Regions from separate parts of the Mus musculus genome. Here regions 1, 2, 3, 4, 5 and 6 are each linked to region 7. Evidence: chromatin contacts called from public promoter capture Hi-C data. All regions are on one chromosome and are shown on one strand. Each heading gives the region's core, a stretch centred on a gene start, on an enhancer-like site or on the middle of the called end of the contact. The rest is flanking DNA. Distances are from core to core; before and after follow the strand shown.

Region 1 (3,347 bases), core at 316-2,815, 1.9 Mb before region 7:
GTGTGGCTGAGCCAGAGGGGCTGGCCAGCTTTGCTCCCTCCCTGATTACACGAGTTCCAGACCCAGTTTGCTGTCTTTTCCTGGTAGCATCCAGCCCGGTACAATGCTTTGCAAGTTTCCAGCGCGATAGGGTTTGGCTGGCTAGGTTCGTGTTGCTTTTACTACTTAGCCAACCATAGATTACTCAAAGGCTGGAGGATTACTCAAGATCCCGTTTACGCAGATCCCTTGGAATTCTTTTTTTCTCTCCTCCCGGTTTGCAGCTCTGGCAAGGTTTATCTTCAGTTGCCAAGGAGATGAGCAGTGGAGGAGGATGTGGACCTCTAGGCTTCTTGTCAACTTTGGAGGACGGCAGAAGGATGAAGGGGCTGACAGCATACAAGTCACCCTCCCCAAGCAAAACTGCCAGAACTCCGGTTAGGACAGCTTAGGGGGTCAAGGGAGCTGAAGAGGCAGACAGACCCAGATCTTCTACTCAGCTGTCTACTCTTGTCTACCCTTGCCTTTATTCAGGAGTTCCCAGAAGGGTCATTTTTGCTTCCCTGACTGGCAAGGAGACTAGCTTGCCTGTGGGAGCATCTGGGTAGGTGTGGAAGCCAGCGTAGCACTGAAGAAAAGATCTTTGGATTGTGGGTTAGGAGACCTGTGTGGTGTATTCCAAGTTGGCTAAGTTCTTAGAGCCTCAGTTTCCACATTTGCAAATAGGAAATAGCTACACAGGCCCTGTCCCCCATCCGAGCCCATGGCTGTTACTAGAACCACATGGGATTTAAAACACATGAACAGGCAAAGGGCTCCTTATAAACGCCAGGTGTTCCCACAGCTGTCAGTGGTGTTTCCTCTTAGTAACTATGCTCCAAAGTGGTCCTGCTCGCCCCACCCTGGCTGCATCGGCCTCACCCACTGCTAGCAACTCCATCTTTTCCATCGCTGTCTTTCTGTGCCCCAGACATCCTCAGTCTCTGCATCTCCCTAGTTCATTTCCGGGTCTGGCTCTGGGTCCCTCCGTCCTCTCTAGGGACTCTGTCTCCAGTTCCCTGCGGCAGTAGCGGTCGGGGCGCCCCCCACCCGGCGCGCCCTCCGTTGGCACCGTCGCCGGGCCACAGAATCGCCCAATAAGAGCGCCGGACTCGAGTCTGACAGCTCTGGAAGCGGCCAATAGAGCCGGACCAGAGAAGGGGGGAGCAGCACCGTAGCTGAAGTTGGGCTGAATGGGGGTGGGGGAGAAAAGGGTAATAAAAAGAGGGGAGATAGGACTGGGGTCGCAGGACCCGATCGGGGGTGGATTGCCCGCTACCCAGGTCCGACGAGGGATCCGCCCGTTGACCCGGCTCCAGGCACCAGGGAGGGAGGGGCGCAGTGAAAATATAGGTGAGGAAGGGGAGCGGGGGTCCCTGCGGCTCCCGGGCCCGGCTTGAGTATGTTCGCGGGGTGCCGGGGCCAGGACGCGGGCGGCGGCAGGGCAGAGGGCGGAGGCGGCCGCACGCCGCTGTGAGCCGAGGCCCGAGCGGCGCGGGGGGCGGGGAGGCGGCGGGAGGAGGGGATGCGGAGGGCGCTCCGGCGGCGGCGGCGGCGAGCGGGCGAGAAGGGAGGAGCGGCGCGAGCGGCCGGAGCGGCGCAGGGCCCGAGGCGTGCATGGCGCGCCCGGAGCCGGGCTCCCTCGGGCCCCTCGGGAGCGCCCCCGGGGCGCCGCGGCTCTTCGGCCGGCCCTTATCGGCCGGCTGCTGTTGAGCCGCAGCCCTCCATCGCTGGATGCCGTGGTCCCCGGGAGAAGCCCGCCTGCGTTGGGGCAGAACGGCGGCGGCGCTGCGCCGGATTCCGCCCTCCGCGTAGTGGTTCTGCGCTCGGCTACGGTGGGCCAGCCGCCGGCAACGAGGAACCCAGGGCTTGCGGAGCTAGCGACTCAACCCTCGGGACCTGCCGGAACGGGCCGGCCTGCTGGGTCTGGGGGACAGGAGGAGACGAGAGGGGAAGGGCCGCACCGCAGGAGCCGGTCCTCGCCCCCGCCCCCTGCGCGGGCACGCCGGAGGCTCTGTTCGCCTTTCGCGGGGGCCACGCTCCCACTCGCGCCTCCGGAGGTGGGGGATGCGGGCGACGGCCCCCCCGGGCTCCAGGACCCTCCTCCCCGGGGCTCCGGAGCTCTTGCTCCGCCCGCCGCCCCCTCCCCCGTCCTCTCCACCCCCCATCCCACCTCCCCACCCCTCGTAAGAAAATAATGCTGGCAGGAGCCTGCACCTCCCAGTCGCTCCCAGTGCGCTGCGAGCAAAGGGCACCCGCTGCGTCTCCGTGCCGGGACCCCTGCCGAGCCGCCCTCGCCGCCACCTTGCTGGGAGAGTCGCTGCTCTCGGCTTAGGCAAAAGCCACGAGCGCCGCGCCCGGGAACTGCCAGCTTCGGAGAGGCGCCGCCCGCAAGGACACCTCTCCGTCCCGCCTGCTCCTCAACTCCCAGCCTGAGCTCGACGCGAGCCAGGAGTCCGGACATCTCTGCGTCCGGCGCAGCAGTCAGAGCTGTCCCCACTGCCACCGCTCGGAGCCAACTCCGTCTCGGACCTGGGACTCTGGACTCTAATTCGTAGCTACTTCTCACCTCGGGGCTGCGCTGTCTCCCCGCTAGCCTTCCCGTTGTCCTCCACCGCTCAGGACGGGGGTGCCACGATGTCCCGCTGCTGCGCAGGGCCCCGGGCCTCCCTCGACGTGTGACCCTAGCCTGGTCCCCCTGCTTGGCTGTCCGCCCTCTCCTTGGAGACCCCCGGCCCGGCCCCCGGGGGAAGAGGAAGAAGACGACGAGGCCGAGGGGGGGATGTCCGGCTCCAAAAGCGTGAGCCCCCCGGGCTACGCTGCACAGACAGCGGCGTCGCCAGCGCCCCGGGGAGGCCCGGAGCATCGCGCCGCTTGGGGAGAAGCCGATTCCCGCGCCAATGGCTACCCCCACGCCCCCGGGGGATCAACCCGCGGCTCCACCAAGAGATCTGGGGGAGCGGTGACCCCACAACAGCAGCAGCGCCTGGCCAGCCGTTGGCGCGGTGGCGATGACGACGAAGACCCTCCACTAAGCGGTGATGACCCTCTGGCTGGGGGCTTCGGCTTCAGCTTCCGCTCTAAGTCCGCCTGGCAGGAGCGCGGTGGCGACGACGGCGGTCGCGGCAGCAGGCGGCAGCGGCGGGGCGCGGCTGGAGGGGGCAGCACCCGGGCGCCCCCTGCGGGCGGCAGCGGCAGTTCGGCGGCGGCCGCAGCGGCCGCAGGTGGCACAGAGGTGCGCCCCCGCTCGGTGGAGCTGGGCCTGGAGGAGCGTCGAGGAAAAGGCCGAGCGGCCGAGGAGCTGGAGCCCGGGACTGGCATCGTCGAGG
Region 2 (3,589 bases), core at 409-2,908, 1.5 Mb before region 7:
TCCTGGACTCTGCTCCACCCACCTCAATAAGGCCCCAGGGGCTCTCCCTTGGCAGACTCTCCCTCTCAGAGATGTGACCTCTCCCTGTGGGGACTCTCCACCTCAGATAATGTATGGCTCTCCTGTGGCAGGCTGGCAGCAGTTAGGGTATTAGCTCTTGTCCTTCGAACAGTATTTGCTCACAGGATTGACTGCTGTTCAGCCGAGGGCAACACCTGAAGGCAGGCGCAGAGTGTAGTTTGCTCCCCACCCAAAATTCAACCCGGTGGCAAACAATGTGGTTGATAAATGTTTACAGAGTAAAAGGTCAGTCCCCTGGGCTCTTGTTTTTACTGAAGGGAGGGAAAAAGGAAGAAAGCAAAACCCTCCTCCCTCAGAGTTCAAGGACTGACATCCTGATGGGAGTCAGCCCAACTGGCTCCAGGAAACTTATGTCAAACATCATGGCACACCACCAGCACCCCAAAGCTTCGCGGTAACCTACTAGATCTCTCCTAGACGGAGGATGCAGAACTGGGAACAGGGAGCTTCCTTTGACACCTTCTTCCACATAACAGAAAACTCGATGTCACTCCTTTAACTGGTGATCCCAAAGGACAGGGCACTGCGGAGTTCAAGCGTTTAGATCTAATCACCCCTCCCTTTCCACCACACCCCCCCCCATCTGCCCAGCATCCTTGCCACACCCAAAGGGAAAACAGTGGAGTGGTAGGGGCAAGTAAGTCTTCCGAACTTGGTGATAGTGGCGGTGGCCATAAGGAGATGGACCCAACACAAGGGAGACAAGAAGTTACGAGAGAGATGTGGAAGAAGGCAACTACATCCTGTCACACACCCACAACCACACCTCAGCCCCAGGGGCAAACCCGTCCCCAGTCCCCACTTCTTCTCGGGGGATGCTTGTTCGGGAAAGTCCTCCCATCCCCACATAGTCTGCACCACGGTTCACCCCTCCTCCACTTCTGTATCACTCCGGTATCATTTTGCAGTCTCCGGAGCTGGTTCCACCGACTCCTCAGCCGACCCGTCTGACAACCTCCTTAGCGGGTATCTTTACGGTTTCCCATCTCATAGAAGGAACGCAGACACGTTTACAGATCCAGGGCGCCACACACACAGCTCGAAAGTGGCCGGGGCTGGAGCCGGCATCACCGTGGGAGCAGAACTCTTGGAGGTGGTGACCCCACCCAACCCGTCACGCGCCCTTTCTCCGGGGGTCCAACCCACGAGCAAGTGTTCCTGCTGCGCAAGTGGAAGGCAGCCTCCACCCCACACTCACACAGGTGCAAGCACCGCCCGGGGAGTCCTGCTTAGGCTAAGGACATCCCAGACCTGCGTCCCCGCAAAGTTGTGCGGGAGCGCGAACCCGGAGAGAGGGATCACCCGGCCCGGCCCCAGTGGAGAGCAGAGGACCAAAGACCCTATTGCCACCCGGCGAGCACGCCCCCAACCAACCCGGACCGCGCGCTCCCACGGCCATGCGGGACGCACGTGTCGCCGGCCCACAGCCTCACCCCAATCGCCAGTAGCAGCCCCCACGCCCGCGCCATCCCCGCCGCCTCCTGCCGTCTGCACCCGGCTCCCGCGCACGCCTGCCAGCTCCACCTCGGCCAACAGCTACGGCCACTTCACAGCCGCTCCCCGCCTCCGAGTTCCCGGTGCCACGTCTGCCAAAGCATGCGCACCAGGCTAGGAGAGGCGGCCCGGGAAGGAGCCTGCCGGGAGTTGTAGTTCACGAGAAGCTCGGGATGCCTCTGCCTCGGACTTTGCCTGAGGACGCAGAGTAGCAGCTGTGAGGATGGGGGGCAGGGAGGCTGGGGAGTAGGGACAGTTGTTCACTAAGGAGCCTTGCTCTGTGCCCGCAGAATCAGAACCAACAACTCACTCTGCCCCCAGAAGTTAGTTTCCCCACCCCGAGGATTAGCAGGCAACCCAGAGAATTCCAGTCATTTGACTGTAGGTACTAATTGTAAAGTCTATGATGGCCTGTGGAGGATGGAAAATGCCATCTGCTCCCGAGGCTTTTTTTTTCCCCTTGACAAAACATTATTGAGGTGTCGGGAAAACAATTTAGAGAGCCCAAAAAATATTAAGTATAGATCACCACACTATCCCCTTACTCCTTAACCATATACTCAAAAGAATCGAAAAGTGTGTTCAAGTAGTACTAGCACACCAATGTTCCTAGCAGCGCTGTTTATGATAGTCAAAGAAGAAAGAAAGGAAGAAAGAAAGAAAGAAAGAAAGAAAGAAAGAAAGAGTGAGTCTAAATATCCTCAAAAGACAAATACAGAAAATGTGATATACACCGGTACAACGGAATACTATTCATCCAATAAAAAGAAATTCACACAACCATGTTAACAAATATCAAAAATATATGATGCTGATTCTTAAAAAGCCAAATGCAAAATGTTGTATATTGTATGATTGCATTTATATAAAATATACAAAAATTGGAAAAAATGGTTTTGGTTTTGTTTTTTTTTTTTTGGTTTGTTTGTTTGCATTTTGTGTAAACAGATTACTCTGACCTGGGGAATGGAGGAAAGGAATTTCAGTTCAGAAATCCATTGATGAGGATGAAAATCTTTCAGAGCTAGATAAAAGGGGAAGCAGCACAGCATTATGAATGTATTAAATGCCACCAAACTGTATCATTTAAATAGTTAATTGATGTTAAATGAATGCTAATTACCTGAACAAAAAATGTAAAATGGGAGCTGGACAATGGGTACATTATTTAGGAGCACTTGCTGCTGTTGGCTCCCACATAGCAACTAACAACCATCCTGTAACCCCAATTCCAGGGTATCTGATCTCCAAGGGCACAAGATATGATTGTGGTACTCCTACATATGGGTAGGGTGGTGCACGCCTTTAATCCCAGCACTCGGGAGGTAGAGGCAGGCGGATTTCTGAGTTCGAGACCAGCCTGGTCTATAAAGTGAGTTCCAGGACAGCCAGGGCTATACAGAGAAACCCTGACTCGAAAAACCCAAAAAACAAACAAACAAAAACCAACAACAAAAAAAAAAAAAAAAAACACCCATAGACATAAGACAGGTCTTTTATGTACAACAAAACAAAAAATCCTCTTTTGAATCCTCTTTGTCACGCGCACCATCAGCTTGTCACTTCATTTAGGAATGTTTGTTGGACAACTACTCCGTCATAAGGATGCAAATGGAGAATAATAAAATGGACAGAGGAAGTGCACATTGAGGAGTTGGGAGATATTCCCTGAATAAACGTTGCCAGCTGTCTAAAGCCTCTCTCATCCCCCAGTTTCCAGGTGTCTACTCCTTACCTTTAGTGCATACCCATTGTTAGTCTTTAGCTGTCTTGCCTTCCAGAAACACTGTGTGTAAACAAACACACAAGCCTACATCACTTTGTGTCAGGAGTGCTCACAGCATCACAGTAGCAACCATCACATTGTACATGGGAGCTAACTGCCACATTGTAGCAACCATCTCATTGTTTCATCAATGTTATTCAGGAAATTGTTGCATGTGCTGCTTTGGGGTAAGTCCCCAGAGATAGGGCTGTGTCCTAAGTCACTTGCTTTTATTGATTATGAAGATGA
Region 3 (3,507 bases), core at 128-2,627, 1.6 Mb before region 7:
CTAATAATGACCTGCCTACAGTGCCCAGAGGTACAATATGACAGAATATTATAGGAGTTACCTATCTTTTTTTTTTAATTGAATTTAAGATCCACTTCATACACCTCATTTGAACCTTCCGGGAACCGGTAAGGTTGGGTATTTGTTTCACTTTGCTTTGGAAGAAACACAGGTTCCAAAAGCTTAAGTCATTTGTTCAACCCCTAGTAAGTAATAAGTTGTTACTAACTCTAATAACTCTATAAGACACTGCCTCTAAACATACCCAGGCTTCGTTACTACATGGAGAGGAAGGTGGCAAGTATCTCTTTGCTAGTGTCTTTTCATACACCAAACTAAAATATACTTAAACTTTACCCAGTCTCTAAAAATCAAGTACTAAACTGATGTGATCTTCTTAAGTGGAAACGGCCGATCCTTTAGTAACTTTTGGTTACGGGTGTCAGGTTCAGCTCTCAAGTCTTCCTTTACACACTAGAAGTTCTAAGTATTGTTTAAGAAACCGACTTCTCACGGTACTGGCAAACGAGTGGGTACCAGTAACATGGAATGTGATTCCGTTTTTTAAAAAAATGGTGGTTGTACTAATCCGCTGGGATTCTATCACGTGTAGCCTGGCGGGACACCCAGGCTCTGCCCAGGGTTAAGCACAGGAGGGGCGGGTTCTGAAGAGTTCCACCTGCCCCCAGGTGATGGTGATCCCGGAAGCTAAGCAGCAGGAGACTCCCCACTTGTGGAGCCAATTTCTCAGGTCTCTTTTCTGCCACAGAGAGTCGCAAAGCACCTTTAAAACAGGGCCTCACGGGATTTCCCAGAGCCAACGAGTAAGATGTCCAACTGCAACGCCCATTCAGACTTCACAAATCACAGGGTACAAGCTACCCCGCCCAAAAGAAAGTAGGAATGCCACCTCAAGCTCTCTCGGGCCACCTACCAGCCCGAGTGAGTCGGTGTGCTGCTGACATCGGGAGCCAGGGAGTCAACACTACGGCTCGCTGGCAGCCCGGGACGGCCGTCCCTCCCCGTCAGCAGCCCCTACTCCAGCCGCCCATCCTAGGACAGGCCTGCTAAACAGCAACCGCCGCCCGCGAGGCTCGCAGCCCTAGGTCGCAGGGACTCGGACCCTGCACGCCCGTCCTCCTAAGCTCTGAGGCCACCGCCACCAAGCTCCGGCTCGGACAACTACCGGTCAAGCCGAGGTGGAACTCCGAGAGAGCGGCGCGAGCAGCCGGCCAGAGCTCCGGGAGACCCAGAGGAAGCTGAAAAGAGGGGCCGGGCCATACCTGTCGCTCCGGGACCCGCGGCTCGGAGTGACGTGCCACGCAGTGCATTGTGGGGCCGGGAGTGGCCTTCCAGCGGGGATGCCCGCGTCCAACGTGGCTGGCGCCGGCGGAGCTCGCACGGGCCTATCGGACGCCGTGGGAAGCATCCAAAGACCCGCCCCTTTCCGAGGCCCGCCCTATCCCCGCCTCCTCCGGCGGAGATTGGCAGGTTTTCCTGCACCTGCGCCAGGAGATTGCCTTCTCTTCTAAGAAGAGAATTATGCTGTCCTTCGGAAATAAGGCTAATCTCCTTCACCTGCTGCTTTGTGTCGGGAAGCAGTTTGTCTCTCGTGCGCCACTCGGGACAGAGGAAAAGCTCTCTCTGGTGAACAGGGAAAGGATCTTCTTCCATCAGGCACTACACAAAGAAACTTAGCAAAACAGAGAGAAAAGCCTCAGTAGCTCCTCCCAGCCTTCACGAGGTTAAGTATTATTAAACAAGGATATGCTGAATGTCAATTAAATGGTCGGCAGCATCTTAAGCATGTTTTACAGGAATGTCCACAGCACTCCTTTTAAGGTGTAATAGGAATAAAAGGCATTAAGGTAAATTGTTACAGAAATGTACATTTGACTGGTACTGTGAAGAAAAACTAATAGGTACATTGATGAATGAGTTGTGGACTGTCGGGGAAGAGCTCCATGATTACGTACCTTTTAAGGTCAAGGTATATTAAGGGACCCTTAAAAATGTTCTAGACCCTGGAAACATGATTTGTGAGCATTTAACTGTACTAGGAAGTCGTGATGGTTGGTTTCTGTCAACTCGACAGAAACCTTCACATAGCTAGAAGAAGGAATCTTGATAAACCCTCTGTAAAATTAGCCTAGTGGGCAAGTGTGTAGGATATTGCCTTGATTGACGATGATACAGGAGAGCCCCGCCCAATGTGGGCGGTCTTCACCCCAGTGCAGGTAGTTCTATGTTGTACCAGAAAGTAGGCTGAGCAAGCAATGGGGAGCAAGCTAGTAAGCAGCACTCCTCCATGACTTCTGCCTCACTTCCTGTCCAGATCCCTGCCTTGAGCTCCTGCCCTCACTTCTTTTCGTAGATGAAATAAATCCTTTCCACACCCAGTTGCCTTTGGTCACTATGGTTAATTTCATCAATAAAAAGCCTAAAGCAGAAAGTATGTAGGGGCAAGAAGTTTAGGCTGAGATGAGGCAAGGTCTAACTCTCTTTGGCTACTTTATACAGTTCAGACTTCAGCAACACACCCTAAGATCAATTCACAGAGCTAATAAAGATTCTTAAGTAGGATCTGATTTACATATTTTAAAGCTCATTTTGCTGTTTATGGAGATGGATGGATAGGGAGCAAGAAGGGTTACTGATGGGCCAGTTTGGAGGCAGTTGTATTGGTCAAGGCCACAAATGATGGTGGCTTAAACAAAGATAATGGCAGTAGAGGCAGAAAGAGATGGACAATTTCAAGATATTAATAAATCATAGGTGGAGTTCATGGGTCTTAATGGACTGATTTTCTGGAGCAGGTCAAAATAAAGGAGACTATTAAACATGGTGCCTTAGGTAACTAGATGGGTTAAGAAGCCATTAGGATTCTCAAAGTGTAGCAAACATGTGGGCTATGTTAAATTTGAAGACCTATAAATGGGAATGTCAAGAGGCAGTTGGGGATAAGTATGCCTAGGGCTCAGAGGGGAGATCTGAACTAATTATGTATTTGGTAATTCTTAGTATGACTTAACAGGGCATTCCACTCTGAGATAAAGTTCCAGCAGAAATGTATTCATGTGTATTAAAATGTCTATAGAATGAGTAGGTGGTGGACTAGTCACACAGTCTAAGGAAAAAGAACGACAATCAACAACTGTATACAAATCACCACAAGACTAAAATAAGCCAGACACAAAAACACATGTTACATGACTCCACTAACGTGCTATTCAAAAACCACCACATTGGCATTGAAGGCAGGAAGTTGCTTCCTAGCATGACCAAAAGGAAAGAAAACCAAGTCTGAGGAACAAGCACTTGCAGGCATTTTCCAACCTGGCAGTCACTTTATGGTCATAGAAAGAAGAAGCCAACAGAGCGAACCCCCAGATTTTCCAAGATCGCTCTCTGGGAATAATATTGGAAGCACGGGCTAGAAGAAAGCCAAGCAGACGTTCAACCTCATGGTAAGGAGGAGACGAGCAAGAGCTCTAATCTGAGAGCAGA
Region 4 (3,351 bases), core at 223-2,722, 1.7 Mb after region 7:
CAGTTACATGGCCCTAAGTGTTCTTTTGTTGTATTTATCTATGTATAATGATAGATATGAGATATGTGTAGTGGGCTCTTTTCTCTTTCTCTGAAGTTTCCAAAGAAGCCTTTTTTTTTAAAGTCCAGAACCAGTCAACTTTACAAAAGGAGTCATTTCATGCCCCATTCCCCCACCTTTGCTATATTAAAAACTTTTACCCTCCAAGACGGTGTTATCCCAGTATAGTTTGTTTTCATTTTTCCCCACCCACCAAATGTTTAAACTGTTTCCACTGGCTCCTCTTTTTCTTTTTCCAAGCTGACTTAAAAAAAAAAAAACCAGAGACGCTCTTCTATATCCTAAACTCTTTTAAAGCTGAGGCCCTCTGACCTTCTTACGACACACTGCTCGCAGGACACACCAAAGGCCCCTCTGAAAAGGCAGGAGGAGGTAAAGGGTGGTGGTGGTGAGGTGGGGGGGGGGTCGGGGGAGGTACTGTATATTTGGCATCAACTCAGAAATACAGAAAATGTTTGTGCAAGCACTCCCCCAGCCAGGATTCCCCGCCCCACCCCCAGCACACTGCCTCCTACCACATTAATAAAAAAGGATGTGAGCCGGTGAAACCTTCCAGTACAGGAGGCACATTTAAGATGATCACAATGATACATCCAGAGAGATTCACCACACGTCAGTCACCCCCTCATCTTTCCCTTTCAATACCCAAAGTTTAAGACCCGAGCCTCCCTCCCGGGGCTTCAGCCTCAGAAATGGCCAGTAAACGCCACAGCTACACCACTGCTCATCCACCGCTCCTGTGACACGTCGGATGGACAGACCCAGCTCCTGCACTGTGGGGTGGAGGCGATGTGGTTAAGAACTGTCTTTTTTTTTTTTTTTTTTTTTTCCTATTAAAGTACAGTGAGCGCACGAGCCTGGAACACATTAACTTGTGAACTGCATCCAGCACACCCCAAGAGAAATCCATCGCTCTTAAACAAAAAAAAAAAAGGGGGGGGGGTACATTACCATCCTGTCCCGAACTTTCCAGATACTCCGTCAGGTCACATCCAAACGCACTGGCGGCTCCCTTTCGTTTCAGCTTCTGCTTGGCACCCTTGTTCTTCATGAGTTAGCCCCACAGAGGCTGCCCCTCCGTCTGCGCTCTCTGCTCCGCACCGCTGATGAGGGTTTCGGGGTCGGGTCACCAGGGCAGAGCGGCGCCGCGGGTCCGCATGGGCGCGCAGATTGGGCCGTGCACCGCCCCGGGCGGGTGTCACCTCCCTACTCGGGCTCCGGCGGCGTCTCCCCGCGCTTCTCGGCTGAGCCTTGCGAGGAGCCGGGGCCGGGGCGCGGCGGTTAGGGGACCGCCCCGGGGCTGAGTGTGCTCCGCCCTAGGCCCGCGCTCTGCCTTCAGAGCGCTGGAGGACCGCGAACAGCCAGCATCACGTCCCCTTGCCCGCCCTTGCGCCGTCCCTTTTTTCCTGTCTTACAAATCCCAGGATCGTCCAGCTCAGGAAGCGCTGGAAGGAAGTCAGCTCCGGAGGGGGGCGGAGGTTGGAAATTTTTGGCAGCTGTGTGTGTGTGTGTGTGTGTGTGTGTGTGTTTGTGAGTGCAGTCGAAGGAAGTAAGTGGGTGGGTTGAGCTGCGCGGGCTGGGGGAGAGATCGCGCTCTCCCGAAGTGGCTCTGCTAGTCCAGAGTATCGCCCAGGGCCGTCCCGGAGGAAATCGGCCTCGCGAGGAGCCGCGGCCGCCCGCCCGCTTCCTGCCGCCAGTCAGGCTCTTTGCACAGCGCAGGAGGCGGCGCCGGACTCTGCAGGGAGGGCTCGGGATGGGTGCTCATGGAATTGCTCTCCTTGTCATCCCAGTCCTGACACTTTCTATTTCAGTGCCTGCCTTTCTCCTCCGTCGACACTTAAGTGTAGTGACAGTAACAAAGACTGGGATTCCAGAAACCTGACCGGCAAAGCCTTTACGTTGGCCACTCCCATCTCTCTTTGCCTGGGTCTGCGGTCCCTGAAGCCCAGACGTCTCCTCTCCCACGCTGAGGTTAGGATACCCTCGGGCGAGAGAGAGGTGCAGCTTTGTAACCACTGCCCAGGAAGAAGTTATATTTCTAGTTACAAACTCAAGTTCAGGCACACACACACACACACACACACACACACACACACACACACGCACACACACATCCCGATCTTACTAACTGCAAGAGATTTGAGTAAAGAAACCAAGATTTAAGGGGCGCTGACATTTTGCCAGTCTCCCAGGTTGTTTTAAAACTTGAGGCGTATGTTTTCACCCCGGCATGTTTTTCCTGCTTTAGTTGGAATTCCTTGACTCGTGTGTACTCAGCACACAGTGAACACTTAAAGTCTTGTGCCTTGACAACTCAAAGATTAGATTAAACTTCCTGCATCCATTCAAATCCATATATAGGCTTGAAGGGTAGGTACATTCATATAGCTGGCAAAAGTATTATGTGTTGCATTTTAGTTACTGATTCCTCTTAAAAGCCATCATGGCAGTTTATGAACTTTGAACTCTGACCTTCTCTCTATGTCCAGACATAACCTGATAGCCAGCCTACCAAATTTGGCCTACAGATGTGTTTTGTTTGGAACATATTGTTTAAAAAAAAATTTAGCCAACACTAAAGAATTAAGATGTTTCTCCGTAAGAAAGCTGGATTTCTGTCGTCTCCTGTGGGAAGGAAGCTCTGCTTATACCACAAGTGCGTTCTCGTAAAACAAGGAGTGCCATACGTTAAGACACGGCGGCTGGCTTTCAAGACAAGCCTTCTAGTTTGGAGGCACCTCTGCCTGTCTGTTATTCGTCGCGTTCTCACGACCGGCCAGGAAGAACACAACAACCAGAATCTTCTACGGCAAAGCTTTATTGCTTACATCTTTTTGGGGCCAGAGTGTAAGAAGCAAGAGAGAGAGAAAAACGAAACCCCTTCTATTTAAAAGAGAACAACAATTGCCTAGGACGCATCACTCCCTGATTGGCTGCAGCCCATGGCCGAGCTGACGTTCACGGGAAAAACAGAGTACAAGTAGTCGTAAATACCCTTGGCTCATGCGCAGATTATTTGTTTACCAACTTAGAACACAGGATGTCAGCGCCATCTTGTGACGGCGAATGTGGGGGCGGCTTCCCACAGTTCCCCCTTTTTCTTTTAATAAGAGCAAATAGGCCACCCATATTAATGAGAGTGGAGATAGAGGTCAAATCCCCAGTGTGTAGGTAAAGGAGCCATGTACAGGATTAGCTCTTAGGCTTACAGGCTTTTACCCAGAGCAACCCTGACCTGCTCCCGTGTCGTTTTGCCTGGGGGAAGGGAACTAGGACACTGAACCTTCATGA
Region 5 (3,629 bases), core at 246-2,745, 1.5 Mb after region 7:
ACAGACATACACACAGGCAAGACACTCATACACATAAAATAAAAATAATTTTTAAAAAGAGATGCTGAAACTAATAGAATTATTAAATACAAGTCTGCCAGCTCCCTTGTCCAAATTTATTTATAATCACTTGATAACAGTGTAGTATGGTAAACTACTTCATGAAAAGAGATACTTTCACCATTGATTAATAAATGAATAACGTTAAATAAATATCAGGTGAAAGTAATGCAGGATTAATCATTTACTCCTCACATAGTTTATTTTAGTATCTTCTGCAAAGGGAGATGGAGCTGGGCGTGTAACATCTGTGGCAGATGACCAACCCCCATCAGGGAAAAAAAAAAAAAAAAAAAAGAGAGGCTCGGCCCAGAATCCCAGAAGACCCGGCTGTAATCCCAAAATCTGGGAGGTTGAGAATGGATTGTAGCTTTGAGTTTCAGGCCAGCTTGGTCTACAAGCACAGCAAAACTCTTGTCTCAAAAAGGAGAGTTGGGGGACTAGAGGGATGGCTTGGCAGCTAAGATCGTGTACTAGTTTTACAAAGGATCCGGGTTCAGTTCTTAGAACCCCTGTAACTGTGACTCCAGGTAACTCCAGATCCAGGAGAATCTGACACCTCTGGCTGAGGGCATGTGCACTCTACTGCCCATACCCAAATACCGACCCCCACATACAAGTAGTTCTTAACAATGGAGGTGGGAACAAGGGGGCAGAGCTGCTGGAAGGTGCGGAGAGGAGGAGGAGGAGAACAGTTGTCACTGTTTTTTTTTTTTTTCTTGTGCAAAATAATAATGATAAATTAACAATTCTCTCTGTCCTTCCAGCTTCTGGAGTATATAAAGCCATTACTGACAAAGAAAAATCAAACGAAATACGAAAAAACAATATTAGTGTAGACTTCACAATATAGTTCCCAGTGATACTACATGACAATAATCGAATGAATCCAATTTTTCTAATATGTAAAGTTAGGGTACTGGTTTCACGAGAACGATACTGTCTTAAGAGTGTGACTCTGAGTGAATCCGACTCAGAAGGCTGCATGTCAACCAGGTCGGACACTATCCGGGCAGAGAGAACTTTCAGCGTCGCAGGGACCGCGCGCTGGAGCTCGCCCGGGCTGCGGCCGTCCCCCGAGCATCCCTCCCCACACACCCGAGACATTTTTACTCTTTGGCAAACAGCTGCCGGAGGCGGTCCCATCCGGATTCCAGGGAACCGGGGTCTGAGACACCTGAACGCTGCTCCCGATCCTCCACAAAGCCTGGGGAATCCGCAGCCACCGCACCGGCAGCAAAGACTCGGGGGAAAGGACCCCAGGCTCCGCAAAGGCGGCTGCGGGGAGCGGGCGGCGGCGCGCCCATGGCGCCCTCCTACCCGCAGAGAGACAGACACCCCAGGGTCGGCGGGCACCGTGGGAGAGGGTGACCTGTACAGCCCACTAGCGGCACGTTGGGGGACACTGAACCTCACATCCGGTCCCCAGCCGGCTCACTTCCGGAAGCTCTCGGAAAGGAGACCGGAAGCCCCGCCCCTAGTCGCGCAAAGGCGGGGTGAGGGCGGGGCTCGGGACGTAGAAACTGGAACTGAGAGCTCTTTCGGTAGCGCAGGGTTAGGGATCAGTCGAGCCCCGGAAGTGAGTTGGCGGCCGTTTCGTTTCATCTCAGTGATGTCCTTTGGCGTTTGCGCCCCGTAACTCTGGTCTTCTGGACCTGCTCAGCTTGAAGTGCTCAGGGGCTTAAGTGAGATGGCTCATGTAAGATGCAGAAGGCCACGCAGAAGGGGACAGTACTTTAATCACTGCAAGCGCAGTGGGGAAAGAGGTAGGCGATGCGCTTCTAGGCCACGCCCTGGCGGGCCGGAGGAGCTTCCTGGGCGGAGCAGAGTCTAACCTTAGGGCGCACCCGAAAAGGTCCAAGATTTAAAAACTATTTTTGAAATATCAGCTGTGGGCATTTTTTTCCCCATAACGTGGGCTCCACTACAAGTATCCGTATGCTTACTGCTCCGAGAAGGCAAAAGATCTAGAATTATCATTTAATAACTGAAACTATTATTTCCTGTTTCTTTCAACACAAGACAAAACCAAAAAACTTGTTTACCAAGGTAAAAATATTCCCAATCATTTTGTGTAATTTAGTTATTGGTCGTTACCACAAATCTCATAGTCTTTGCAAACCCTTTCACCTACTATTTTTCTTTTCTAGTTAAAGTACCACAATGAATATACAGCTTGGTGGTGCTCTACAGTCACTTCCACGGAGTACCTAAATAAGTGATTGATTACAAACTTTCATGAGGATATAGTAATAGGATTTGGGAGTTGACTGTGGGACATCTCTACAGATGAGGTTCAGGAAAGTGCCGTGAATGAAGCCCCCATTAGCATTTACTGCAGTGGTATAATTGCCTATTTGCTGATCTCTATCAAGAGGACTGAAGCTGTGCTTTCATCTCTGGATTTGGACTTAGGAATCACCAATCAGTCTATACCATGAAGTAGATGTTAAGTAATTATCTTCTTTGGAGGGAAGGAGGGTCCAAGATAGGGTTTCTCTTGTGTAGCCCTGGCTGTCACATAATTAGCTCTGAAGACCAGGCAGGCCTCCATCTCAGTGATCCACTTGCCTGAAGTAATTAAATGTTGAGTGAATTATTCAGACCCCAATTCCTAGCTCTAGCTTGATGCCTGCTTGGTCTATTTTTCAGAGGTGGTCACTGGGATTAGGGTCCCAGGGCCTGAAAGCCCAACAAAATGAATGTGTTGACTGTCTAGCTTAGCTGTGAGAAGAGCTGAGTGCATTTCTTTGACACATTTGAGGTCCCGGAAATGATCCTTTGCACTTGAACTTTCTAGAATCAGGGTCGACATGAATGAGGACAGGGCAAAGATTGGGCAAACACTAACAAAATCATTTACCTATGGGGATTGGAGAGATGGCTCAGTGGTTAAGAGCACTGGCTGCTCTTCTGAGAGATCTTGAGTTCAATTCCCAGCAACTATATGGTGGCTCACAACCATCTGTAATGGAATCTGATCTTCCCTTCTGATGTGCATGAAGACAGGGTGCTCAAATACATAAAATAAAATGTTAAAAACCATTACATATAGCTCAGATGTCCCCAGGATCCAACATCCTGTAGAGACAAACAAGGTCTTCCTTAGTACCAGATAGATTTCACAAACTCTTCAGCTCCCTTTTCCATTTAGGTGGTCCTGGAAAATGCTCCTATGCCAGGCGAGTGTCCTACCACTCACCTACATCCTAGCCCCAAAGACTCAAAAGCTGCCTTTGGTACCTAGTACCGAGAATTTCCCTAGGCCCTTGGTGATGGTCCATCTCACCGCTCTACCTTAACTCTCTCTCTTACTCAGCCTCCCACATTCTCGAAGCTACCAGACCTTACCTTCCTTTACCAGCAGAGAAACACTCCGCCTCTTCTGTTCTCTGATTTTTGTTTTGTTTTGTTTTTTGTTTTTCGAGACAGGGTTTCTCTGTGTAGTCTTGGCTGTCCTGGAACTTACTCTGTAGACTAGGCTGGCCTTGAACTCAGAAATCCACCTGACTCTGCCTCCCAAGTACTGGGAATAAAGGCATATGCCACCACCGCCCAGCTCTGTTCTC
Region 6 (3,495 bases), core at 468-2,967, 1.6 Mb after region 7:
GCCACATAGCCTGTCATACGAAACAACCAATAACAAGGAGAACTGTCTCAGACTAGGTGGAAAGTACCCAAGGTTGTCCTATGACCTCCACACTCTTGGCCTGGCATTCACATGCCCCCCCACCCCACCCCCCACACATAAACAATATGCATATGTGAGGGAACACGTGGCATTTCTCTTTTCAAACTTGTTGCCTTACTTGATATAATATTTTCCAGTTCTATCATCATTTTTCTTTAAAGCTTAGTAAAAACCATCGTGGGTTTTTTAATGATCCACCCATCTGAAGATGCACATGTAGACTGACTCAATTTCCTTGCTGTTGTGAATGAAACGGTAGTAAACATGGATGTGCAACTATCTTTGGGTGCATATGGTCAGGACTGGTACAGCCAGGTCCTGTCATTGTGATTTTTGTTTGTTTTCATTTTCAAACACCTCCATCATGAAGGCCACAGTGGTTACACCTTTCTATACTGACACCAACTGTGAGTAAGGATCCTTCTCCTCTCCATCCTAGCCAACATTTTGATTTATTTATATCTATTTATCTTTTTTCTTGATGATAGCAAATCTGACTGAGGTGAGATGGCATCTCAATGTAGTTATAATTTGCATCCCCCTGGCCTCCACCGGCACACCAGGCTTATTCTTCTTTATTTTACCTTTTTCTACTTTAAAGATTTATTTATTTTATATATGTGAGTGCACTGTAGCTGTCTTCAGACACACCAGATGAGGGCATCAAGTCCCATTACAGATGGTTGTGAGCCACCATGTGATTTCTGGGAATTGAACTCAGGACCATTCAGTGCTCTTTAACTGCTGAGCCAACTCTCCAGCCCTATCAGGCTTGCTTCATTTTGATATCAAACTACTGACAGTTCTGGGCAACATTGGGCTGCCTATCTTTTTTTTGGGGGGGGGGGTAGGGTGAAGGCTAGGGATTGAACTCAGCATGGTAAAGTAAGCTGTACAATTGAGACTCCATATCTTTTTATTTACCACGTACTGTCCTCGGAAAACAGCTTACTCATCTTTGGAGCTTCAGACCCTTTACAGTATTGGCACTAGTGCCATCCCTGGACCTCAGATGTAGTTTTGTTTCGTTTTTTTTTTTTTTTTTGACACAAGGTTTCTCTGTGTAGCCCTGGCTGTCCTGGAACTCACTCTGTAGACCATGCTGGCCTCGAACTCAGAAATCCACCTGCCTCTGCCTCCCAAGTGCTGGGATTAAAGGCGTGCGCCACCACTGCTCTGCTCAGATATACTTCTAACTGTGAATTTATTGTTCTTAACAGCATTACTGAAGCTTGTTGCTGCGTTCTCTTATTTATTAGACTTAACTTTTCTAGAACTCATTCTTTATTTCTATTATCTACCTAGTTCATTATTTAATATTCAGTCCCTGCAAGGGGCAGGCGTCCGACGTGCTTGTCACAGTCGTTTGCATATGAAAGACGTGATCTTAGGTGGCATCTCCGAATTTCCCTTCTCTTCTCCAAGCATTTCTCTAGACACTAGCTGACTGGAGCCAGGGAAAATTTGGGGAAAAAAACAACCAAAAACCAAACTAACCAACAAACAGAAAAACTCCGCCGGGCACGTATGGGCCGGAAAGCCCGGGCGCCGGAGAGTCCCACTGCGCAGGTGCGCCGGGAGGAGGGCGAGCCAGCTCTGCTGGCCGCAAGCCTGTTTCCGGGGGCCAGCGCGACGCAGAGCTGACGTCATCGCTGTGCGCTGCCACGTCTCCTCAGCTCCCGGGCGATGGAGGCTGAGGATGATGAGTCTTGGTGATGGGGTCGGACTGTGCTTCTGACTTTAGCTCTGGCTCTGGCACGGACTCCCGGTCTGGGTCTGGTAACCTAGCGACCCGAGAGCTTTCTTCGACTGTCCAGTGGGATCCTGCCTGCGTCCCGGCAGCTGTTTTTGGAGCGCTTTAGAGGAGGGAGTGAGTTTGGGTGCCCGGGGTCGCGGCTGTGAAGCCGCCGCCTCCTCCCAGGGATCCCTCTCCGTGGCCAGCCTGTCCCATGCGTGAGTTTTACTTAACCTGCTTTGTCATCTCGCCGGCCCTGGCGTGCTTCGGCTCTTTCGGCCGCCGGCCTGAGACCACTAGGTGATTCCGTCTTGGAGGTTTAGTCCAGTCAAGTTTGTGGTTTCTCGCCTTCCACCTCGAACAATCTTACGCTGATGCGCCCCAGCCTTTTGCCCTCACCGTACTTTCTCTTTAATTGAGCAGGGATCAGCTTTCTTTGCCTTTAACAGTTTGGAGTCTTTGTCCCACCTGGCGTTTGTTAGCCTACAGTGGACTAGGGAACCTCGGATCCCTCTACAGTAGTAATGTTAAGCAAAAAAAAAAATTTTTTTTTTCAGAGTATTTTTAGTCGTATTTAGGAAATACGTGGTATATGTTGGCAGAACCATGTTTGCCGAAATTGAGGAAAACATAATGTCGTCGTCCGCCCACCTCCCCCCTGAAGATCTCTTTAGCCCTTTAATTTTGCACGTTCATTTAATTTCTTAGCGGTTTTACAGAAGCTTTTCTGAAACGGGCAACCATTTGAGTGAAATGAAGAAACAAACTCTGGTTAAATGACTTGGTCAAGGTCAGAAACCTGCGGCAAATCTTAGTCAGATTCCTTGATAACAACCTCATATTTTGGACAGAGATATTTCCTGTATTTCAAGTGATTTTAATGTGAAATTGCAAATTAGAATCGAGTAAGTTGTGGTGTTTCTTGTAGAATGCCACCTTGTAGATTGTAGTCTTGTTTTATTTAAGAAAAAGTCAGCAAGACAAGACACCAGCCGGGAGTTGCCTTAATGCTGAATACAGCTGAGCTCAGAATTTAAACCTCTGACCTTACCCCAGATCCAAGCAGTATATAGGGACAGGAACATTTATTTGAAAATTCAATCTGGATTTTATAAGATCTGCTCACTGAGTTTTAACATTTGCTTGTTATACTGACTTCTAGAAAAAGTTACAATCTTTCTTTCTTTTTTAATATTATTCAGATTTGAAATAAGTTGACAGTCATCAGCCTGGGTGGCAACTTCAGGTGGCACTGGAAATTACCTGGTTCCTGGACATGCCCAGTAGAAGGCGGGGTCCCAGTCGGCAGCAGCTAAGCCGGTCAGCTTTACCTTCCATACAGACGTTGGTCGGCGGCGGCTGTGGCAATGGGACGGGCTTGAGGAACAGGTAAAGAACATATAATTCTATGCTTAACACTTGGCATGATTTGTAATAGCCTGTTATCAGTGAGACTAATACAAAATAATTCTATTCAAATGTTTGCTTATCAAACTTATCACTGAAGTAGGAATTCTGCCTTTGAAGACTGAAAACTTAGTGTTTCACTTTTCAGAGTTCTTTGCAGGTAGAATGATGTTACGCAGGGACCACAAAGTAGAAGTGTCCATTTCTCTTTTCTTTTCCTTCCTTTTCCTTTCCTTTTCTTTTTTTTAACATAAATTTTTTTTTTTTAGTTT
Region 7 (3,748 bases), core at 954-3,453:
GAAGGGTTTATATCGATACCCCTCTTAGGATTGAACATTCAACAGTCATCTGTTCCCAGCGCTCTGACCAATTATGAGTCTCGGCATTAGCTACAGAAAGATGTTTCTCTGCCAAAGTTGAGAATAAGATTAGTCTATGGGTCTAAGGATACATTTTTGATGGCAAAGTAACATGCCCATTTAGCAATTCAACACCAGTCGATTGCTTATTGGGGCCTACAACCTCCCGAAGTGTGGGTTTATGGCCAGGTATATGGTAGTGATATTTTTGAGAAGTAGCTTTGGGTTTAGTTTTGAAGACTTAAAAAATACTGGGAATAAATATTGAAGATTTGAATGCGTAGTTTAGGCTTGTGGCAGGACACAGACCATCCCTTTCAATGCTTCCCCAGTGGACTTTCTTATCTCCTCATGGTTCACATAATAAAGTAAGTTAGTATTCGATGGGCTAATCGTAAGAGACTTCTCTGGCTTATTCTTTCTTCATTACAGTCTTGAATTATTATTAGGGCTTGTTAAAATATGTAATGTAATTTTCTCTGAACAGAACTTATGTGGCAGCCCTGGTCTCAGCATTCTGTATACTCATCCACAGATAATAGACTCCTACTCTTCTCATATGATGTGGGAATACTGAGGGGTTATGCAAGATGCCCAAGATAGCACAGTCAATACATTCTAAACCCAGACCCAGACTGTGTAGGTCTACAGCTGGACTTTTAGTTTCCACTGAGACTATAAGTCAGGATTCCTTTGATAGTCCTCTGTTCCTAGGAATTTCTCCCTGAGCAGTAGTCACAATTTAAATTAATAATTAATTTAGTCAATGTTTGTACCAGTATCTTTCAGAGCAGGAAGCGTTCCACCCTGCATCACTGACACTGAGACTAGTGTACTGTTGATGCCCAATAATTTCCTAGTGAATAAATGCATAAAGGAAGGAAGCGTTTCTTTCATGGAGTAATGCCTCCCTCTGGTGGGATTTTAGAATATTGTTTAACCACTTCCTAAATTCACTCCCCACATCCTTCCCCCAAACCAATGGCCATAATTTCTTCAGGATAGGCTTGTCACCCACTTGTTGGCTTGGTGAGATGAACTGTGGAACTAGGCAAGTACCAGGCACCGATTTACGTCCAGAAGTTGGTCAAAGCACATCTATAACTAACTTCCTTGTTCAGAATGACCCCTCATGTGCTTTCAGAGCCTCCTCTTTCAACACCAAAGGGATCTATCCAGAATCTCCAGTTCTGATCATACAATCCTCAGGATATAACCGCAGAAATAATCCCTTCCCTATCAACTGCCAACACAGAAGTGCAGTTCTCAACTCAGAGGGAATAAGAAAATTTATTCTGGAACAAATATGAGTTACTATGGCCCCAGGGACAAATTTAAATTGTTCTATATACTGTTTTGTGGTAGCAGTTTTACAGAGTTTTTATATTTCCGAGCAAAGAGAGCTATAACTGAAGACGTTTAAAGATACATTGATGTTAATGGAAACTTCAGGTAGGTTAGATCCAGCAAATCAAGAGAAACTTCTGCTGTAAGGCTCAGATGCATATAACATGCTTAGCTTTTGGGTTGGTGGAAGCTACATTCCCAAATTCGTACATTCCCAAACGACTTACTTAATAGTCACAAGAACATGACAGAGTTGTGTGACCAAACAAGTGGCTATTTAAGGGGCCGAGATAACCCAAAATAATTGACACTGAACCAGTCTACAGCCTGGAATGTTTAACCCGGGCGTGTCCTCTACTCCACCCCCATCTGTTATTTTAATTCACGTATTTGACAAGAGGAAAACCGCACAAATTACGCTCTACCAAAAAACCCTACTTTTTTTTTTTTTTTTACACAATCTGAAGAAACAAAAAAGAAACAAACACAATACAATAGTAAAGAAGAGATACTTTCCTAATCTATTCACATAAGGGCAACTCATTAGCTTCCGATTCAAACCAGAAATAAGTAAAAACAGGAGGAATGTTTTTAGAACAATCTACGAATGCAGTCAGATGCTCCGTTCCTTTTAATGTCTCCAGCACTCTATCCCCTTTTCTATCCCCAGCCGCCAGCGGAGGCCGGAAGCCAGATATCAGCGCGGGCTGTTCCGTCCCTCACCACTCTATGGTAGTCGGGTTATTCTAGCCAGGAGAACTCTGTGGTTCCGGGGCGTGCTGGGAGGCCTGCATTTGAAGATGGAGGCGGGAAGATGGAGGCGGTAGCTGTCACTAGGTTGGGGTTCTCCCGCGCGGGAGGCCTATGGGACTGTGTCGTGTCCTGAACAGTCGAGAGGAGCTTGTTTGCAATGAGTCTTCCGCGCCGGAGTAGGAAACGGCGGCGTTCATCGTCCGGCTCCGACACGTTCTCGGGAGATGGTGATAGCTTTGTTAGCCCTCAGCTCCGGTGTGGACCGGTGCTGAGTCCACCTCCGGGGCTGGGACGCGGCCGGAGGCTCACAGGGACAGGTACTCGACCCGCGGGGCCGACGCGGCCGAGGGCAGCAGGGGTTGAGATGGGCTGCGAGAGTATCAGGGCCATGCACTCCCGCACCGGAGCTGGATAGCTGGAGGCAGGGCTGCTATCCAGTACCCGGCCTGGGACTCAACCCTGGGGATGGCTTCCCTCTTGGCCAGCATGCACAGCTGATGGTGTTTTAGTCCACCACTGCCCCAGTAGATATGGGCGTTCTTTGGTTTTTGGGTCTTTACACCTTCCCAGAAACAACTTCCAAGTTGGCCAGATCCTGTCACCATGTCGAGGGTTTGCTTAGGATAAATGTCCAGTGGTACAACTTCATATATATAAGTACCAAATTTCTGGGTGTGGTGTAGGATGCAGGCTCTTTGGACTGCAAAGAGCAAAGCTGGAAGGCACATGTTGTCTTAGAACCTTAACCCAGTTCTTGTTTGCTTTTTTGAGATAAGGGCTTGCTCTAGGTCAGGCTGGGTGCTGTCTCGATCTCGGACCAAGGGTGTTTATCCGTAAATGTTGGGATTATAGGCCTACACCAGTGCATTTCATAATTCTTTGCCCTTGGTTATGCAGATACCTCAGTACTAAATCGTAAAGAGAAACTCATCTAACAGCTTTGTAATGCTTAATCACCCTTCTACCTCCACATCTGTACAAACTTTTTATTCAGTGTGTATAGCACACTTTTTGGTTTTTTCGAGACAGGGTTTCTCAGTATAGCCTGGCTGTCCTGGAACTCAACTTTGTAGACCAGGCTGGCCTTGAACTCAGAAATCCATCTGCCTCTGCCTCCCAAGTGCTAGGATTAAAGGCTTGTGCCACCACCGCCCAGCTATAGCACACTTTTGTTTGTGGCTCTTAAGAGTTTTCAAATTTTCATCTAGTAAATAAAAAATTGCTAGCATTTTTCTGTATAGGATCAGTTTCTTAATAGGTCTCTAGAAGTGAAGATGTGTTTTAAGTTTGGTAGGAATTCAAACAGGTTTAACTACTAAACTTGTATGTTGGAGGTAATTAAATTGTTTTTGTTTTTCTGAAAGGAACAAACAAGCGAAGAGTTTCTGATGACCAGATAGACCAGCTGCTGTTGGCAAATTGGGGACTTCCTAAAGCAGTTCTGGAGAAATACCATAGTTTTGGTGTAAGAAAGATGTTCGAATGGCAGGCAGAATGCCTTTTGCTTGGTCACGTCTTGGAAGGAAAGAATCTAGTTTATTCAGGTATTCAAATTTATGTAAACTCCTTTCACTAAAATTATCAGTGT

Evidence for each region. Promoter capture Hi-C pulls out the DNA fragments that hold promoters and counts their contacts. Capture Hi-C pulls out chosen DNA fragments and counts their contacts.
Region 1: a contact with region 7 is called in a promoter capture Hi-C map of pre-B cells, with 6 times the contacts expected there. The contact joins the promoter of Adcy5 here to the promoter of Polq in region 7. A contact is called at or near these places in 2 of 39 promoter capture datasets (hippocampal neurons and pre-B cells).
Region 2: a contact with region 7 is called in a promoter capture Hi-C map of hippocampal neurons, with 6 times the contacts expected there. The contact joins the promoter of Pdia5 here to the promoter of Polq in region 7. A contact is called at or near these places in 4 of 39 promoter capture datasets (the 3T3-L1 cell line, 3T3-L1-derived adipocytes, cranial neural crest and 1 more).
Region 3: a promoter capture Hi-C map of hippocampal neurons shows a contact between it and region 7, with 9 times the contacts expected there. The contact joins the promoter of Sec22a here to the promoter of Polq in region 7. A contact is called at or near these places in 2 of 39 promoter capture datasets (hippocampal neurons and pre-B cells) and 1 of 9 other capture datasets (liver).
Region 4: a promoter capture Hi-C map of pancreatic islet shows a contact between it and region 7. The contact joins the promoter of Arhgap31 here to the promoter of Polq in region 7. A contact is called at or near these places in 1 of 39 promoter capture datasets (pre-B cells) and 1 of 9 other capture datasets (pancreatic islet).
Region 5: a contact with region 7 is called in a promoter capture Hi-C map of pre-B cells, with 4 times the contacts expected there. The contact joins the promoter of Timmdc1 here to the promoter of Polq in region 7. A contact is called at or near these places in 4 of 39 promoter capture datasets (cranial neural crest, frontonasal cranial neural crest, liver and 1 more) and 1 of 115 datasets of contacts at active chromatin or transcription factors (astrocytes).
Region 6: a promoter capture Hi-C map of pre-B cells shows a contact between it and region 7, with 7 times the contacts expected there. The contact joins the promoter of Tmem39a here to the promoter of Polq in region 7. A contact is called at or near these places in 5 of 39 promoter capture datasets (cranial neural crest, frontonasal cranial neural crest, liver and 2 more) and 1 of 9 other capture datasets (liver).

Annotation. Positions count from the first base shown.
Region 1 is chr16:35,153,299-35,156,645 of GRCm38.p6, forward strand. It overlaps Adcy5 (adenylate cyclase 5), which reads left to right and starts at 1,566. Exons shown (of 21, transcript NM_001012765.5): 1 at 1,566-3,347. The coding sequence starts at 2,801.
Region 2 is chr16:35,489,215-35,492,803 of GRCm38.p6, forward strand. It overlaps Pdia5 (protein disulfide isomerase associated 5), which reads right to left and starts at 1,659. Exons shown (of 17, transcript NM_028295.1): 1 at 1,515-1,659. The coding sequence starts at 1,550.
Region 3 is chr16:35,362,541-35,366,047 of GRCm38.p6, forward strand. It overlaps Sec22a (SEC22 homolog A, vesicle trafficking protein), which reads right to left and starts at 1,378. Exons shown (of 7, transcript NM_133704.4): 1 at 1,284-1,378.
Region 4 is chr16:38,711,563-38,714,913 of GRCm38.p6, forward strand. Arhgap31 (Rho GTPase activating protein 31) reads right to left here and starts at 1,473. Exons shown (of 12, transcript NM_020260.2): 1 at 1,012-1,473. The coding sequence starts at 1,111.
Region 5 is chr16:38,521,168-38,524,796 of GRCm38.p6, forward strand. Timmdc1 (translocase of inner mitochondrial membrane domain containing 1) reads right to left here and starts at 1,496. Exons shown (of 7, transcript NM_024273.2): 1 at 1,174-1,496. The coding sequence starts at 1,367.
Region 6 is chr16:38,561,097-38,564,591 of GRCm38.p6, forward strand. Tmem39a (transmembrane protein 39a) reads left to right here and starts at 1,718. Exons shown (of 9, transcript NM_026407.3): 1 at 1,718-2,034; 2 at 3,019-3,205. The coding sequence starts at 3,093.
Region 7 is chr16:37,009,583-37,013,330 of GRCm38.p6, forward strand. It overlaps Polq (polymerase (DNA directed), theta), which reads left to right and starts at 2,204. Exons shown (of 30, transcript NM_029977.2): 1 at 2,204-2,477; 2 at 3,525-3,704. The coding sequence starts at 2,318.